2 separate regions of the Mus musculus genome follow, and region 1 is linked to region 2. A link is a contact called in public promoter capture Hi-C data. All regions are on one chromosome and are shown on one strand. The core of a region is the stretch at or near the end of the contact, and the rest is flanking DNA. Distances in the headings are between cores, read along the strand shown. Region 1 holds the start of 4930412O13Rik (RIKEN cDNA 4930412O13 gene). Region 2 holds the start of Upf2 (UPF2 regulator of nonsense transcripts homolog (yeast)).

What was found. Promoter capture Hi-C pulls out the DNA fragments that hold promoters and counts their contacts.
Region 1: a contact with region 2 is called in a promoter capture Hi-C map of pre-B cells, with 2.3 times the contacts expected there. The contact joins the promoter of 4930412O13Rik here to the promoter of Upf2 in region 2. A contact is called at or near these places in 3 of 39 promoter capture datasets (cranial neural crest, maxillary cranial neural crest and pre-B cells), 2 of 484 Hi-C or Micro-C datasets (embryonic stem cells and muscle stem cells) and 1 of 9 other capture datasets (adipose tissue).

Annotation. Positions count from the first base shown.
Region 1 is chr2:9,879,818-9,882,517 of GRCm38.p6, forward strand. It overlaps 4930412O13Rik (RIKEN cDNA 4930412O13 gene), which reads left to right and starts at 1,429. Exons shown (of 5, transcript NR_024257.1): 1 at 1,429-1,862; 2 at 1,949-2,124. It also overlaps a transcript of Gata3 not described here.
Region 2 is chr2:5,950,203-5,952,902 of GRCm38.p6, forward strand. It overlaps Upf2 (UPF2 regulator of nonsense transcripts homolog (yeast)), which reads left to right and starts at 1,267. Exons shown (of 22, transcript NM_001081132.1): 1 at 1,267-1,351.

The sequences.
Region 1 (2,700 bases), core at 179-2,678, 3.9 Mb after region 2:
ATGAGCAAGGTCCGAAAGAGACTTCGGGTGCACCCCAGGGCAGTGTAAGAGGTGTTCCCATTCCACCCTCCAGGGCAGAGAGCTTGGCTTTAGAGGGTTACTGGAACTGAAGGCGTCATCCCCTCTTCATTTCTTTACCCCATAATATTTCCCACTTATTCAAAACTTGGATTCCCGACAAGCCCTTTCTTAAAAGTTCCAAGTAACTTCTTCTATTCTACTGTGGAGAAAAGCCATCAATATCTACCTTGAAGCCAGTGGAGTGCGGGGAGAGGGAAGGTGCGTTCTTTTTACAATACAACCCTTGAAGAAGACAAAATTTATTTAGAAATGTGCCCTGCGGGCTTGGGTTTGGAGCTTCTCCTGACACCCCCCCCCCTTTTACATCTGATCTTTGACTGAAATCAAGGCTGAATTTCTAAATACAAATTACGAAGATACCTTTTTTTTAAAAACGAGTCTTCCCTCCCTTCTGAGTTCACCCTGCACCCCTTGGTCCCACGTTTATGAGGGCGGCCCAGTCTTAGAATATCGATTTTTTTACTTTCACTCTTTGACCAACCCATCTCTCCTGGGCCAATCAAGCTGCCAGCATCTCTTCCAGCTCACGGCGCTCTCAAAACCTTTTAATTATTTAGTTGCTGTCTAACATTCACCGGAAACCATTCCATAAACAAGCAGAGAAGACCGCACACACATTTTTGCTAAAAGGCCCGGGATTAAGATCTAGAATGAGAGTTTAAAAGGGAAAAATACTATTGCTGTATCACTCATGAGTTGTATAAGGCATCAGTCAGCCAGTCCCTAGTTCACAGCTTCGAGAAAAGTCTCGAGTAAGCATATCTCTTTGGTCCCGGGCACCGAGATGTAGATGATAATAATAATAATTTTTTTAATGCGCAAAAGAAATCCTTCTGGAGACAAGAAAGAAAGCTGCTGACGCCAAGAACTGAACATGTTAGTCTATACGGCTTAGAACGTATTTTTAAAGACTGAAAAAGAATATACTTCTGAAAAGGATGGCTTCCCTAGTAGGGGCGCCTCTCTAATAGATGTAGTAGTGGGGATGGAGAGGATTATTCGTCTTAATTCAATCACCAGAGGAGCTAGACTGGATGCAAAGACACTCCCCTCCCTTGGAAAAACAAAATATCTAATAGGCCCCTCCAGGTCTGAGGTAGTTTAGGGTTGGCAGAGAGGGGTAGGGGGCCTGAGGCTAGGCGCCCCGGGCACTGGATCCAGCCTGTAGGGGGTATTTAACATGTAATTCCCAGCCGGTCCGCCCCTGTTCCCGGACTGACAGTGGGTAATTGGGAAAGAGGACGTTGCTCTTTTGATGGCCCGCGCCGGCCAGTCTCGCCGACGCCACACTGGGTTTGACGTCACGGGCCGGCCCCAGAGTCAGAAACACAGAGCAGGGGAGGGGGAGGGAAAAAGAGAGGAGGGGGATACCGGAGAGGGAGGGCCGAGGTCGGCTCCGAGACCCACCGGGAAGAAGGGGGAAGGGATCGAGTCCGGAGAGGCTGCGGCGCGTGGCCTGAGGCGGAGAGCTGGACTCCGGGGGTCTGGGCCAGGACAGGCGCCGGTCTGACCCGCCTTGCTCGCAAATGCAGGCCGGGCTTCCTCTTCCCTTGGCGGGTGGTGGGGGAGGGGAGGGGGCTTGAGGCCGGAGGGAAAGGTGGTCCCAATCCTTCAGTTCCAGAGAGCTACAAAGCTGATCCGGGCCTCGTTAAGGGACGTCTGGGTGCCCCCTTAAAGACCTGGGGTGCCACCACCACCACAACCCCAAGGCACACCGGGTCTGGCTCGGTGTACCGCATTCCCCTTCTTCCCCTGGAGCATCTGGCGGAGCTGGGGGAAAGGCAAGAGAAAGCCATCAAGGAGAATGCTGTTGCCGCTGCTGCCTGGAGTCTTTGGCTCCTGCAGTTCATGAGGCCTCTCTCTATAGGGTAAGGGGCTGACGAACGCTACGGTTCCCTGGGGACTCAGCATCTGGAGCGGAGCAGGCAAAGGCTCAGCTAGAACCGGGATCTGGGGCTGTTGTACTTGGATAGCCGGAGTCAATTTGGCCTATCTGAAAACCCAGGCCTTGAGGCTGCTGCTGGAGGCGTCAAGTTGAGCAGGGTATGTGTGCCCTCTTGGGGAAAGGGTAAGAAATGGATCTGACTTACTCTATGCGTGGAGTAAGCTGAGACACCCCTCACCCCCCTACACACACACACACACACACACACACACACACACACACACTTGCCCATCCTCAGGTCCCTCCCACTCGCCTTCACTAGGGCGACCCCATCCCTCTAGAAGTAGACACAACCGGTCCCCTTCAGAATTTGGAAGCCCTGATTGAAAAAAAAGGTTTAGCGAGTGATTGGGCCTCATCACTTGGGGCCATGGACCCAGAAGGTAGAAATCCACCCAGAGTCAACAACCCGAACCTGACTCCGAGAGAGACCAGGCGAGCTCCGCGGGGCCGAGATGCGAAAAGATGCTACTTTGGGGGTCGCGGGGGTGGGGGGGTTGTTGAGCGCAGCCCTCCAGAGAGTGACCTGCAAAGCCAAACCCCGGGGGTCGAAGTACTATAGTTACTAATCCTGGGCAGGGGTAGAAAGCGTGCCTCGGAATGCCTAGGGCTGTCATTTGAGCGTGTTTACTTAGGGACTTTGCACGCCGAGCGCAAGCGGAATAGTAGGATTC
Region 2 (2,700 bases), core at 17-2,516:
TCCTTCGGTGCCCTTTACGTGATTGACCTATTGGTTGTTTTGAACAAGAAAAAATTAACCCAGGAGGTGCACAATTTGAAAGAGAATTTACTTGCTAATAATGAAGTGGGCAGGGAGAAAGCAAATGGGCAAAGGCTGAATAAAAAGGGGGCAAAGACATCTCAAGCACTAAGGTTGGTAGCAGATCATTGTACGGGCTTGAACACTGATGAATCCAGACTTGTTTTGCACCTTTGTTCCTTTGGCTATGGGCCAACCAGAGCAGAACCATATGTACATCTAAGCAGACCACAATCTGAACACGAATCGGAGGTCAGAAGCACATTATATCCACTTGGGAAAACAGGTTGAGCAGCTGATAATGCACTTCACAGTCAATTTGGTTCAAGTTCGTAACCCCATCCCTTTAAAAACGGGGCGATTTCATTCCACTGTGAAAGTTATAATACTTACAATAGAGGGCTTTCTATATTTTCCAAATGGGAAAAGCCTTGATTGCTCTCTATTTTAGCTGTTTTTCATGTCCAACACCTTAAACCGGTTCTGGAAATTCCCCCACCAGTCTACTCTACCTCTACCTTCCTCAACAGCCATGTTCTTTAGCTTTTCGATTTTTTAAACCTTCAACCTTTCGGTATTAGTCCAATCAAAGTTTGCCTTCTTGAACCCGTTCCTCACGTTCGCATCAGGCAACCTTCGGAGAACTAAGTTACCAACCTTGACCTCGACAGCGCCCCGTAATTCTACTATCCCACCACTCTTCTATGCCTCCTTAGAGTTCCGCCCCGTCTCATTCTCGCTCCCCCCACCCCCGCCCCCAGCCGTGAATCGCTTGCGCCTGCGCATCTCCAATTCAGGCGCTTTCCCTTTCCTGACGACCAATCCACTTCCCGCCTCCGGTCCTTGGAACACTCCTCCCCTCTGCTGGGGCCCTGATTGGAGGTGCTGGAAGCGGTTGTCCTATTCATTGCCTGTACATAAAAATTTACAGATAGGAGAATTTCAACGAATATCTGAAGGAGAAGCACATCCTCGAGATTAGGTATAGATTGATCACTTCTTAACCCAGACGAGGGATTGAACACATAGCGAGGGACCGGAGACGAAGGTCCATTTGGACTAGGCAGTCGTGCGGGCAGCCTTTTCCTTTTCCCTCTGCGCTCCGCCCCGCCCCCCTAGCAGCCCGGCCGCGTTGGTGAGTGGCGGGCGGGCGGGCCGACGGGCGGAGGGAGGAGGGGAGCGGAGGGAAGGCGGGCCCTCGTCTGCGAGAGCGGCGGGGGGAGGGGAGGGGAGCCCGAGCGCTGGAGTTGGTGCTGGGAAACCCGGGGCTAATGTTGACAACAGGCACTAGGTGAGTTCCGGGGATCCTCCTTCCCCCTCCACTCCGACGATAGGGACGAGCTGGTGCGGAGGGCTACCGGTCCGGACTCCTGCTCCCCGAGGGACCCGAGAGGCGACTCCGCACTCCAGCTCTCCGGGGGCGGCGAGCAGTGGAGGGACGAGCGGATCGGACGTCGTCCTCCTCAGACCCCTCTCCCGGAGGCTCCGGTCAATGTGGGGGGGATGTCTCGGCCCGGCCGAGGCCGGCGTGAGGGGCGATAGAAGAGGTGTCTGCCCCGCATGCCTGGGCCCAGCGTCGGGGCTGGAGGCGGAGGAGCCTGCCGTGGAGGGGGAAGGTGTTCGGGGGCGTGGAAGAGTGCGAGGAGAGGCTTGGGGCGAGCTCGGCGGTCCGGAGGGAAGCGTGGACGAGGGAGCGGGGAAGATGTGGAGTAGGCAGTCGAGCTGGAGAGGCTGCAGTCTGAGGGAGTGTGGGATGAGAAGTTAGGCTTGGGGCTTAGATGTCCCCACGGAATAGGAGTTGTGGACGGGAAGTGTGTCAATGGTGGGACCCTGAGACCCAGCGGGGGTTTGTGGGAGATTTGTGGGTGATGCGTGTGCAGGGGAAGAGGCTTGGAGCGGACCTGCGGATGGGGGGCAACGGGGCTGTTCGGGTTTACTTCCTTTTAATCAGGTAGGATGGTTGACTGTTCGACTCGAACTCAAGGCTTTCATTACTTCCCTTACAAGCAAGTACTGTTGAACTAAAGAGAAGCCTAGCAGAGGCTGCTTACAGGTTTGGGGGTACGCATGGAAGCGAATAGCCTTGCTCTTAGAAAACCTTAAATGTACCGATTGACACATTAGATGAAAATAAGACTGTTACTGACCCTTCTCATTTGTCATAGTTTTTAGGGGTTCATAAAAGTCGTACAGATCGTCAGGAAAGCCACTTTTGAGCTGTGGTGAAATCTCTGAAAAAATTTGAATAAGTCTCGTACATATATAAGGATTTTGTAAAAGAATAAACTCAGAAACCGGAAGATATCTCTGTGCTGTTCTACCTTTAGAACATTTTGAGTTCAAAACACAGACTTGAAAGGTAAACCAGCATTCTCTTACTCTGTAGTGTTTTCAGAGCAGTCTGATTGTGATTTCATACATAGACCATATGGTACTTAGCAAACTTATAGCTGTATTAGGGGACACCTCCGTTCTCTGTCCTCTCTCCAGGACACTGCATTAGAGTCTGTCTTACTAGTAAAACAGTTTTTACTTTCTTTTGGAAGTTTAGAATGTACTTAGAAAGGCAACTAAAATAATACAGACCAAGTGCCGGGAGCGGTATTTTGGGAGCTAGAAAGGTGGTTTTCAATCATACTT